2 separate regions of the Triticum aestivum genome follow, and region 2 is linked to region 1. The links are chromatin contacts, called in public Hi-C maps. All regions are on one chromosome and are shown on one strand. Each heading gives the region's core, a stretch centred on a gene start, on an enhancer-like site or on the middle of the called end of the contact. The rest is flanking DNA. Distances are from core to core; before and after follow the strand shown. Region 1 holds the start of LOC123188129 (WRKY transcription factor SUSIBA2). Region 2 holds the start of LOC123185058.

Region 1 (6,313 bases), core at 842-3,341:
CCCAGTGGGGGCGGGTTGCCTGCTTTTTATTTTTGTTGTTTTGTTTTGTTTTCTTTTTCTTTTTTAATCCTTAATTGCTCTAGTTTAAACAAAACACAATAAGATTCTCTAAATTAGCGTTACTAAACATTCCACTTCCACAAATAACTTGGCACATTAATCAAAGTAGTTTGTATTTGTTTATTAATTTAAGAGCATTTAAATAATAGTTTTGCCACTGTTTTATTTATTTTAATGCATTTAACTACTTTATAAAAGTGTGAATTCTTCACCATAATTTTCTTATGCACTATTTGGCCCACTCCGAACATTTTAGATTTTATATTTGAAAACCTGTATTGTTTGCTTGATTGTGATTTTGAATTTGAACCAGTTTCGAACTAACGCAAGATTAGCAACAGTAATCAAGATGACGTGGCATCATTAATAAAAGTTTACTGTAGTCTAATTATCCGGGCGTCACAGTGCGCGAGGACGCCGCTGAGCGTGCGGCCCGGGACGCCCCACCACAGGCGGCGGCCCTCGCTGTTATTGCGGACGCGCGGCGTCGGCGCGTTGTTGGTGGAGGTGAGCCGCTCCTCCTGCCGGCGTTTGAAGTACGCCGCCCACACCGCGTGGTTGCCGGTGGCGTAATCCGGGAGCGCCCGCTCCGCGACCGCCAGGGACGCCCGCGCACGCTCGATCTCGGCGTGGAAATAGGCGGGCGTCTCGAGGACCGGCAGAGGAGGGACAGGGACCCCGCCGACGCCGAGCCTCCACCGCGACGGAGCGCGTACGTCGGGCGGCGCGGGGTAGTTGGTCTCGTGGAGGAGGTAGGCCTCCCACTCATGCAGCGAGCGGCGGCCGAAACCGTTGGCCGCTGCCGCGTTTCCGGGGTACCTCGCGCTCATGGTTGCCGGGGAGGAAAGAGAGGGGCTCGAACGGCCGAGAGAGGGAAGGAAGTGCGGCGATGAGGAGGGGGAGGACTGCCGATGCCGATGGATGGGTGCCTCACCGGCGCGGCCAGGGGTGCCTTTTATAGCGGCTCAGGGGCGGCCACGTGCGAAAGCATGGCGGAAGGCGGGGCGGCGTCGCCGCACTTCGCCGCCCGTGAATCAATGGCAGGCTGACCGGCGGCAGCCTTGGCATTGATTCCTCGCGGGAAAACCGAGACGATGAGGACGACCAGCCTTCGTCTCGCTGACGCGCCGGTCCCGCCACTCTTTCGCGCCAAAACATTCGCGCCGGCGCCCCGCAGCGCGCCGGGTTTGGGTTGGGTGCGCCAGCGTCAATTTCGGTTCAATCCGGCAAAAAACAGGTTCTTGAAGACGTGACTGGGTCGATTTTTCAATGCCGGCGCTAAAAAACGGCTTTGAGGGGGTCTGTTGGGGGCGCAGCTGGACATGCGCTTAGAGTCTAGAGTAAAATAAAGCTTTCTCAAGACGTCTGGTTCTAGGCTGTTGGATTAAAAGGCCCATGAACTCACGTGGCCCAGTCCGCTTCCGCGTAAAAAAGTGAGCGAGCGAGCGGCGACCGGGCGAGCGCTCGGCCGGTCGTCCGCAGGGAAACGTTTCCCTATCCTAATACACAACTGCCTCATCAACGTATCCGCACGTTACACTGTCGCCAGTCGTCCATGCTTTTCTACCCTGCGTAGATTTGGTATCCAGTGTAGCCAAAAAGAGTCGTTGCAGAACAATAAAACCCATTTAACCGCGGTAGAAAATCCCCGCGACATTTCAAAATCCAGGCCCCGATTTACCATGTCGTTCTCATTCAATGCCAAGAGGATCATCATGGGGCACTCTGACAGGCATCCCATGCCGAATTTAAAACACGCATTTACTTTGCCCACCCCACCAGTATCCCAGCCTCACCCGCAGCCCCAACCCGCCCCCTCACCCCTCTCCCTGACGCCCCGACCGGCCCCCCGCGGCCCCACCCGACAGCCACACGGAGAAAAGCAGCCCATCGGTGCCCCCAAAGTCCCAACCCCGCAGCCAGCCGCGGTCGCTGTCGCCACCCCCTGCCCCCGGATCCCACCACCGGTTTCGTGCCGCGGTTGCCCACATCACACCACACCACACCACGCACGGCCGCTTCCCTCCCTCCCCCCTCTGAGCTCGCTCGGGTGCGTACCGCCGTACCCAACCGGGGAGATTTCGGGGGCCATCCAGGGGCGGAAGGGTCATTTCCCCTGCCCCCATTAATCAAGTCCACACGAGCCGCAGCCTCACGCCCCACGCCGCCTTCGCTAGCGGACGAGCCCGCCCTCCCCAAACTGCCCCTCGCACCGTCGCCTCCAAAACCACCTCCGGCTTCCTCCGCTCAGGCCCCTCCGCTCAGCCCCGCACCGCGCCGATGGCCGATTCGCCGAACCCTAGCTCCGGGGACCTCCCCTCGCCCGCCGGGAGCTCGCCCGACAAGCCGTACCCCGCGGATCGACGCGTCGCGGCGCTCGCCGGCGCGGGCGCGAGGTACAAGGCCATGTCCCCCGCGCGGCTGCCGATCTCGCGCGAGCCCTGCCTCACCATCCCCGCCGGCTTCAGCCCCTCCGCCCTCCTCGACTCCCCCGTGCTCCTCACCAACTTCAAGGTGACTGCCGCCTCCCTGTACTGTACCTCTCGCCTCTCGCCTGCTGTTACTACTTGTTACCGCGGGATCTGCGGGCCGTACGGCGTCCGTGTCATGCTGAGGTCAATTTGAGCTGGGGAAAAGGAGGGATTCCGATGCGCATTAGCTCCGCGCTCTAGTTTATGAGACAATTGCGCCGGGGAATTAATTGGCTCGTGGCCTCGGAATAACGCGCTTTCCCTGTGCGCTTTCGCATTTCCGGCCATGCCATGAAGCTTCTGGAACTTCCTTTTCTGCGGGGGTTCTTCGTGATATGTTTGTTTTCCCCCCGCTTCTTCTTTTGGAGCGTCCCCGCGCCGTCTACTTGCTGTGGAGTGAGGGGGATGCTGTTGCTTGTGCGTCTGCAGGGAATTATTCTGTTAGTTATGCACACACTTGGTGGCTACGAGAACAAATCATCATTTGACATTCCTTCTACGGGGGCTCTGTAGGGCCTTATTTAAGGAAACGCCCCCTCGGCCCTGGCCGGTTATACTGGTGGTGTGCTAAGAGATGGTGCTCGTTCATAAGGACATCACCAAGTAATTGTGTTCGGGTTGACCGTTTGGTTGTTATTCTTCCTCGGGATTGGTTGTAGAAGTGGTATTTGTTTTCCTGAGTCCTCTTGCTGGCAGCGTACAAACTGAAATGGCCCTTGCTTGCTGGGCCTAGTCACTTGCTTGCAGCATCATTGTTGCTTTCTTTGTCTTGCTCTGTTATTCTTGCCGGCCTTCTTCTTCATGTTTCCTCTTTCAAGCATAGGAGAAAATGATTGGCAAACTTGTTACTTTTAAAGAAAAATATTTATTAAGGTGGCATTTATTTCAGAGGGCGAGGTACTTCATATATGCAATCTGCAGGCTATAGTAAAGAAAAATATTTATTAAGGTGACATTTATTTCAGAGGGCGATGTACTTCATATATGCAATTTGCAGGCTGTAGTGTTGTTGTACTTCCTATTTTGCGTTCACAAGTATTCAGAGGTCTTAAAGCGTGGTGGACACTGAAAATAGTTAACAAAAATTTCTTTCAGGTTGAACCTTCACCAACAACTGGTAGTCTGAGCATGGCTGCAATTATGCACAAGAGTGCTCATCCAGACATGCCTTCGCCACGGGATAAGTCCATTCGAGCCCATGAAGATGGGGGTTCTAGGGATTTTGAATTCAAGCCTCATCTGAATTCGTCTTCTCAATCAGTGGTACACAACCTTTAATTTTCTTTTCTCTGTGTCCCATAGAGATTAATGTACTTTATCTTGCAGAACATCAAAAGAAAATTTAAGCATTTTGTTTCTATACGACCCCACAAATATATCTGGCCTTTATTGTGCATATTATAACCATAATTCGGCTAGGTTCTTGAATTGTTGCATAATTCATAATCTTGCCTATCATTTGTAAATGCATGTACGAACTTACCTATTTTATTCTGATCTTCTTTGGAGGGTAGGAAGGTAACACTATCCCAGATGCATGGCAAATCTCAGTATAGAACTCATTAACTCAATATCCATATGTAACATTACTTCTTTCACATGTAGCGGAGAAGTTTCTTTATAAATAGTAGAGTTTGAAAAAAGCACTTTGAATGACAGTTTGGGGAAAAACTATGGTACATATGTAGTTAGATCTATCTGTGCTTGCTATGTTAGTCACATTCTTTCTTAATTCCTGTTGACTTGTTTTTGCATATTTTGTTTTGCATCGTGTAACATTTGTAATGCTCATATTTTGTACTGCAGGCTCCTGCTATGAGTGATCTAAAAAAACACGAGCATTCTATGCAAAATCAGAGTATGAATCCCAGCTCATCATCTAGCAATATGGTGAATGAAAACAGACCTCCCTGTTCACGCGAGTCAAGTCTTACAGTGAATGTAAGTGCTCCGAACCAACCTGTTGGAATGGTTGGTTTGACTGACAGCATGCCTGCTGAAGTTGGTACTTCTGAGCCGCAGCAGATGAATAGTTCTGACAATGCCATGCAAGAGCCGCAGTCTGAAAATGTTGCTGACAAGTCAGCAGATGATGGCTACAACTGGCGCAAATATGGGCAGAAGCATGTCAAGGGAAGTGAAAACCCTAGAAGTTATTACAAGTGCACACATCCTAATTGTGAAGTAAAAAAGCTATTGGAGCGTGCGGTTGATGGTCTGATCACGGAAGTTGTCTATAAGGGGCGCCATAATCATCCTAAGCCCCAGCCTAATAGGAGGTTAGCTGGTGGTGCAGTTCCTTTGAACCAGGGTGAAGAACGATATGATGGTGCGGCAGCTGCTGATGGTGAGATGTTTGTCATGATTTCTTGGAAATACTGCATCAGGTCCCTATAGTTTGGAGCTTGGCATCCTGCATTCTTGTATCTAGCATGGAAGTAAAAATGTATCGACATCTATGGTTGAATTTTAGGATCCCATTGCTGCTTTTCCCTCCTCTCGAGTAGCTTCCTATTTTTTATGAACTTAATATAGTTGTAGTAAAAACCATCAGTTCAAAATTGTAAAATTCTTGGAAATGAATCCCTTGAAGTTACAAAACTCAAATTTAATTCTCACTCCAATCTATATTAATTGTCGCTGATTTAGTACATATGAGTTTCCCTGAGTTGAACGTGGGCATCACAATAGATATATATTGACCAGTCCGTACACAAAAAGAGAGCTTGTGGTAGAAGTGCTTTAATTTTCTTGTAGTCATTGTTTTCTCGCTATCTCAGACTTCTATCTTTTTTGCAGATAAATCTTCCAATGCTCTTAGCAACCTTGCTAATGCGGTAAATTCGCCTGGCATGGTTGAGCCTGTTCCAGTTTCAGTTAGTGATGATGACATAGATGCTGGAGGTGGAAGATCCTACCCTGGGGATGATGGTACTGAGGAGGAGGATTTAGAGTCAAAACGCAGGTATGCTTGGTTTGAACTTGGTAAATTTACACTTCAAAGAATCATTCCTGTCAAGTGACAAGTGCTAATCTTCTTGTCTACAACTATCAAATATGAAAACAGGAAAATGGAGTCTGCTGGTATTGATGCTGCTCTGATGGGTAAACCTAACCGTGAGCCCCGTGTTGTCGTTCAAACTGTAAGTGAGGTTGACATCTTGGATGATGGGTATCGTTGGCGGAAATATGGACAGAAAGTTGTCAAAGGAAACCCCAATCCACGGTAAGTATTTATTTTCTTCATTAGTTGCTTTTTATCCTTTTATTGTCTGGCTCTTGAGAAGATTGTCATTGTAATGGTAAATATCTATTCTGGCTAAGAACTTTTTGCACTTTGTATTTTGCGACATGTCTATGCATAATTGTATTTTATATGCTTTCTCAGTCACGTGTCATGCATGTGTTGAGTTTTATCCCTAACATAAGAGAGCCTGTGATTAAGATGATACTGGTTAAATGTAATATCTTTCAATCATAAATTTGTTGTAGAAGGCTGATAGAAATGAAATAAAATGGCCATTGAACAAGTATTCTACTTCACACCTATGCTCAAGGTTTTATATGAATGAATAAGTGGACATCTGGTGAAGACATGTGGTAGATGAAGATGAAATATATGTTACTTCACCTTTATCACTGATTCACTGTTGGTGATCACATGCGGATATGGAAGAATTCCTATTCCGTACTACAATCAGCACATGTGTCTTGAAGGCCGCTCAAAGCTAGACCGCGTTTAGTCCGTCATATAGTTTTTACCATCCAGTTCTACCCCCTCC
Region 2 (6,005 bases), core at 2,779-5,278, 150 kb before region 1:
TCTTAGGAAGACTCGTTGTTTATGTCGTACTAGTTTGATATTTTTGAATTTCTTTTATGTGAGCGAAATTGTAATAAGATCGCACATGAACTTGCTACACACGACTTTAGGGTGTGGACGGGTCATGCCCCAGTTTTTGTATCATCTTTGGTCGCCAATGAGATAGCTGAGCTGGTTAAGTTGTGGAATGGATTTTGTTTCCAGTTAACGAAATCACAAAAGTAGAGAATATTGATTTGATCTTTCTCGAACAAAGAAAAAATTCCTTCCTCTCGTGGCATGAATATTGCAGGAGGCGGCAATATGGAGAACCCTAAGGATAAGTTTGAGGGGAAAACTTTATTTTTGCCACTCTAGTTTTTGCCTACTTTGCTTATGCCACTCTAGAATTTGACATATCACTTTTGCCACTCTTAGTTTTTGACAATACATCACAAATGCCATTCCGTGGCAAAAGCAATAACTTTTCATTTCACTTTTTCCACTCTTAGATTTTGACAAGTATCACAATTGCCACTATAAAATTATTACTTTTGCCACGGAATGGCAATTGTGATGTATTCTCAAAAACTAAGAGTGGTAGAAGTGAAATGTCAAATTATAGAGTGGCATAAGCAAAGTGGTCAAAAGCTAGAGTGGCAAAAACAAAGTTTTCCCTAAGTTTGAGTCATGGCTCAGGGTGAGAAGGCCCCTTTAGATGTTAAACGTGGAAGAGGAATAGATGGGTCCTTATCCTTTTGTGTTTGTTTCTGTTTTCTGGTAGCTTTCCATGTTTGTTAGGGAGATGACATGGTTATGTGGTTTCACAACATAGTTTTAAAAACTGGAGCAGATTAGTAGTTCAACCAGAAAACCTAGAAATTGAGCCGCTCCACCAGTGCCAACACCCTAAAAGCTTGATTTTTCTCAATCCATCCACTCAAACTCCACCAAACTTTTAGGGTTGAAAGAGAATCACTCGATCTACAGTTCCACCAAACAATTCATTACCCCCATACTTTTTCATCACCAAACTTGTTACCCTTGAAGATTTGAGACTCCTGGGCGCTAGGTTCAAGCCCGAAAGCTTCCTTGTGCGTGGTGTGCTTCGGGAAAGTTTGTAAAGGTTTGATGGTCGTCTTCAAGACCAACCATGGGTGATTTGAGGCTTATTTGTTGCAGGATGAATCAAATGGAGACTAGGGTGAGCCACTTTGTGGCGGCCAGGAATTTTGGCTCTCGCACCTCTCTAATAGAGATTAGCATTCCCCCAAGAGTATGACCTTCGGTATACATCCGCGTCTCCGACTTGGGCGGTCTTTCCTTTTGTACTTTTACTTGTGTTTGTTTGCTAGCTAGCTTGTTTCTCTTTCTTATTTAGTGTACTAGTTTGCTTGTCGTAGATTGTTCTCACTGTATATTTCATATCTGGAGAACCTACTTATCTGCACCCTAAATTTGTAAGTTAAGATAAAAAATTGTAAAAATTATTTCTAAGGTAATACCTTTATATGGTGCCAGTTGTAGGTGGTGCTCATCTATTCATGTTGTCAACACATTTTTCTTGGTTGAGTGCCTACAGGTACAAACTAGCAATTAATATAGTTTACTATTTGACCCAAATGTGTCAAAAACATGTTGGAAAATGGCAATTCAAAAATTATGGTTTATGAATTTGGCGAACATATTTGAGTGGCAACCCCGCACTTTTTCTTAGCAGCACCACAGGTACTTAAGTACTTTGATTTGTTCACTATATTCTACTCCCCCCGTCCCATAATGTATGACGTTTGTTGACACTACACTAGAGTCAAAAAACGTCTTACATTATGGGACGAAGGGAGTAGCTCACAACAAGTACTTAAGTATTTTGACTTGTTCATTCAAGATGTAGACTATTATTTTGAGTCCTCAACCAACTAGAAATATTCATTTGGATTCACAAGTTCCAAAAGTTAGCTCATGTCTATCCAAGAAGCCCATCACAATAATATTAATCTCTCTTTAGTCTTCACATAATGTTTAGGAGCTTATCAACCACAAATTCCATAGCAACACGTGGAATATCTTCTAGTTATATGTAAAGCACATCACAACAAATGTATAAAACACACCATGTCATTATATAATTCTTACCAACGCATACCATGACCCTACAATCTAACACATACCCTAATCCTACGTTTTACTATAAACCACAAGCATACTGCTTGCACACATTGTATACTACATACAAACGCATGGTCCACCACTTTAATAGCGGATTTGAGAGAAATATACAAAAAATGCTTTTCCCAAAAGTGAAGAATGCAATCAAACAAGGGAATTTCAACCAATCAAATCGTGGGATGCGAGAGGTTACCTCAAGGGATGGAAATGATTCTATTTACTTAACAAATGACATCAGTTTGAGAGAAGTTTGGATGGAAGAGGGGGAGGGCAACATCCCAACTAGGAAGAGAAGGATGAAGAATGTGGGTTGAATTGGTGGCTCAGCCACAACGTCCAGCCACTTATGACTACTGTGCATGCAATAGTAGTTGGTTTAGCCGGGTACCGTCGTTGTTAATATAGCCTAGCTATCCTATCGCTATTGTGTATGGTGGTGGCAAACATGTCATATAGTAAAATTGAGCGAGTGAGTCATTTCTTGCTTCTGTAAAATGAGTCATTTCTTGCTTTTTTGACAACCTGCTCTCTTTTTTCTAATCTTGTGTGAGAACAATGGCGACCAAATGGGCAAGTCTTAGCGGGCTGGCCCGATAACCCACGTGACGTCCCGTGATGAGCATGGCCTGACACGTTTACAATCGGGGCGTGCTGGCATGTGGCTTGTCTAGGGCTACGAGGCTGGGCAGGCATGAGAGTCGGCACTGCACGACCCATTTCCTTTCTTATTTCTTTTTTTTTCAGATTTTCAAAAAAAATTATAGCGCAAAAATTTCAAATCTTTTTGTAAGCACACATACACACATAGTACATGTGTGCAAAAATTCATTACATTTTACTTTCCCACGTGGCGTACAAAAAAAGACAAATATGTATTTTCAAATGGGCCAACATTTTTTGTTTTCGGGCCAGATTTTTTGGTACAGCTTACAGATTACATTTTTTCAAAACAAAATTTCATGGATCCGTAGTGAATACGTACAAGTTTCTACAGAATTCTTGTCGATTTTTTTAAACTTCTAAACATGTTTTTTGGTATATATTTTTTCACAAAAAGGACACCATGGTGCCCGAGCACACAAAAAACTTCGCACTCCACCCCCGCCCCCAAACAGCCCAAATAGGCCTAAAACATCGCAAAATCAAGCGGGCTGGTGGACTAAATATGTCGGTGGGCCGGCCCGTTTCCTTGTTGTGCCGTGCCTGGGCCAGGAAGTGCAGTACGAGTGCCGGCCCAGCATGGCCTGTATATCAGGAATGCCTGGTGGGCCGTGCTAGCCGGCCAGGTCTGTGTGAAACGATAACTTTGGGAGCTTATGAAAAATCGCAAAAAAGAAAACCAGTAGCGGTACCGCTGAAACTCGAACCGGCGACCTCGTACTAATTGGCCCGGCGTGCGAACAATTTTTCGAAGATTTCAAAAATGCGACTTTTTTAAAAAAGAGGAACATTTTTTGAATTTATGAACAATTTTTTAAAACACGAGCATTTTTTGAAATTTTGAAATTTTCCCAAAACAGGAACATTTTATGAAAATTTTCAACAATTTTGGAAAGATGGTCTTTAAAAAAATAAACTTGAAAAGTAAAATAAACGAAAAAGCAAAAAAGTAAACAGAAAAGCGGAAAAAGAAGAAAATAAAAAAACTAAAAACAAAAAGAACCCAAGAAGAAACAGGAAAATGGGTCAAAAAGAAAAAAAAAGGTCCAGGGAACCTTCTAGAAGGTTCCCAAAACCGGGATACTGTAGCACGGTAATCCACCAGTAGTGGGCCGGGCCATGTCGCTCGCTCTCTCCTGTTCCATGTGCGTTCCTTCCACAATTTGCCGCAATTAGCGTCAAATAGGATATTCCGGTAATTTTGGCCTAGGTAAGCATATGCTCGCACGGTCAGTCGGTCACATCGACCAGACGACAGCCCCTGCCCGATCCCCAAACCCACCCACCGCATCCTAGTCCACCTCCGAACCAAGGATCCAAGCCATGGAGCGCGGCGATGCTGCCACCGGCAGCGGCAGCCGCAGCGGTGCGGGAACGAGCATCCAGGTCACGGCTCTGGACGGCATCGTGAACGTGAACTCTCTCTTCACCCTCGCCGCGTTCCTCGGCTTGGCGTGGCGCCCCTCCTCCGACGGGCCAGGCCTCGCCGACGGCGCCGACCACCTGGGCGCCTGCGCCGCGGGGGACCGCATCGAGTCTGACCTCGTCTCCTTTCACGTCCTCGCCTTCGCTTGTTTCCTCTTCTCCAGCCTCGTCGCGCTCTGCCTCAAGCAGATCGTCCGCACCTTCCCCCACTACCGCCGTGCCTCCTCCGCCGCCGCCGGAGCCGCCGTCAGCTGGACGGTGAAGATCAACCGGGCAGCGCTCCGGGTCGGGATCTTGGCGTGCGCGGTGGGATCCGTGTGCGGATGCGGGTTCCTGACGATGGCCCTCGTCAACGTGGTGCAGGTGAAGCTCGGCCGGCTCGGCTGCGGCGCCGGCGGCTCCGCGGCATGGGGCGCCGTCATCCCGCTCGTCACGCTCGTGCCTTCCGCCATGCTGATCTACATTGGCATCGTCTTCTACGCCTTCACCCGCTAGCCTGAATCGGATCCAGTAACTCCACTTAGTGCTTCCTTTGCATTTTCTTATGCTTAGATTATGCGTCTGTGTGATGACTGATTAGAGTGCAGTGAGATTGCAGCTGACATGCCTGTGTACGTATCAGTGTGTCCATGCTTGTGTTCTTGGTGTTCTTTGTGTGGGCAACTTTTTGTGTTAGTACTTGGTAGTAGTACTGTACTGCTTAATTACCTTGATTGACTCCTTTTAGCAAGTCAATTTGTTATGATTTGCAAGGTGGCAACTTGATATGCAAAGTCCAATCTAAAACTAGTGGCTGAATTTTTGCCTTGTCCTCGTCTGCAATCAGATCCAGTAGAGCTGGAATGTTTTTCTATGCCAAATCAGGTTTGTTTACCACAAACTTGGAAAAGCTTAGCATAGAGGTAGTAGTTGTCACTCACAATTTGGACCAGCACAGGAAAATGCCATCCATACCACTCCTTGCATTATTATGGTTAAACAGCCATTTAACATCTGCACAACCACCACAATCAAGTGAAGCTCTACCTTCTTGCTAATGCTGCCTATTGGCTTCAGAAAGGATTTCTTGTTTATCAGCAGTCTCCACTTGTGCATTGTTCATGAGAGGAACATCATCTGTCAAAAAAACCAGAAGAGTCATCTATTTTGGAACGGAGGGAGTAGCATCCAATCCAGAAGCCAATAATTTGTTAAGAAATAACCCAGGTATTGGCATGTTGACTGTAGCAGGTGCACCCAGAAGCATCAGACCGAAGCTATGTGACTGCACTGTGTGACACAAACTGTCACTGTAATTCAAACAAACATGAAAAAGTAATCTATAACCCAATCTGATCCAGAGATCAGAAAGCAACTCAAATAGATACTCCCTCTGTCCCATAATATAAGAGCGTTTTTGACACTAGTGTAGTGTAAAAAAACGCTCTTATATTATGGACGGAGGGAGTACAAAATAAGCAGTTCAAGATTAATGTAAGTTGAGGGCACCACATTCAGTTAAAGGAAGGGAGCTATGAACATATCGACCAGTAATTCACGAAGGTAAGGCTTGGTAAAAATCGTTAATCACAGATCATTCAGAATCCATGCAACATTTCAACTCATGCATTAACGAGACACGTCTACTCTTATCTTTCGTTTCTACTTCAAAGACACTTGCAGACCAGGCATGAAAAAAAGTCTTCAAAGGCCGTTTCGACCTTTCTTCACAAGAAAAGAACCACAGGGGGCAAGGAAATCCTACTTAAGGAAGTGGCCCAAGCAATACTAGT

Evidence for each region. A called contact is a pair of places that touch in the nucleus more often than the background predicts.
Region 2: a Hi-C map of leaf shows a contact between it and region 1, with 9 times the contacts expected there. The contact joins the promoter of LOC123185058 here to the promoter of LOC123188129 in region 1. A contact is called at or near these places in 2 of 5 Hi-C or Micro-C datasets (both in leaf).

Annotation. Positions count from the first base shown.
Region 1 is chr2A:160,956,762-160,963,074 of IWGSC CS RefSeq v2.1, reverse strand. It overlaps LOC123188129 (WRKY transcription factor SUSIBA2), which reads left to right and starts at 2,091. Exons shown (of 6, transcript XM_044600171.1): 1 at 2,091-2,574; 2 at 3,627-3,794; 3 at 4,338-4,878; 4 at 5,331-5,496; 5 at 5,599-5,757. The coding sequence starts at 2,341.
Region 2 is chr2A:161,110,701-161,116,705 of IWGSC CS RefSeq v2.1, reverse strand. LOC123185058 reads left to right here and starts at 4,028. Exons shown (of 1, transcript XM_044597070.1): 1 at 4,028-4,963. The coding sequence starts at 4,132. The coding sequence ends at 4,728.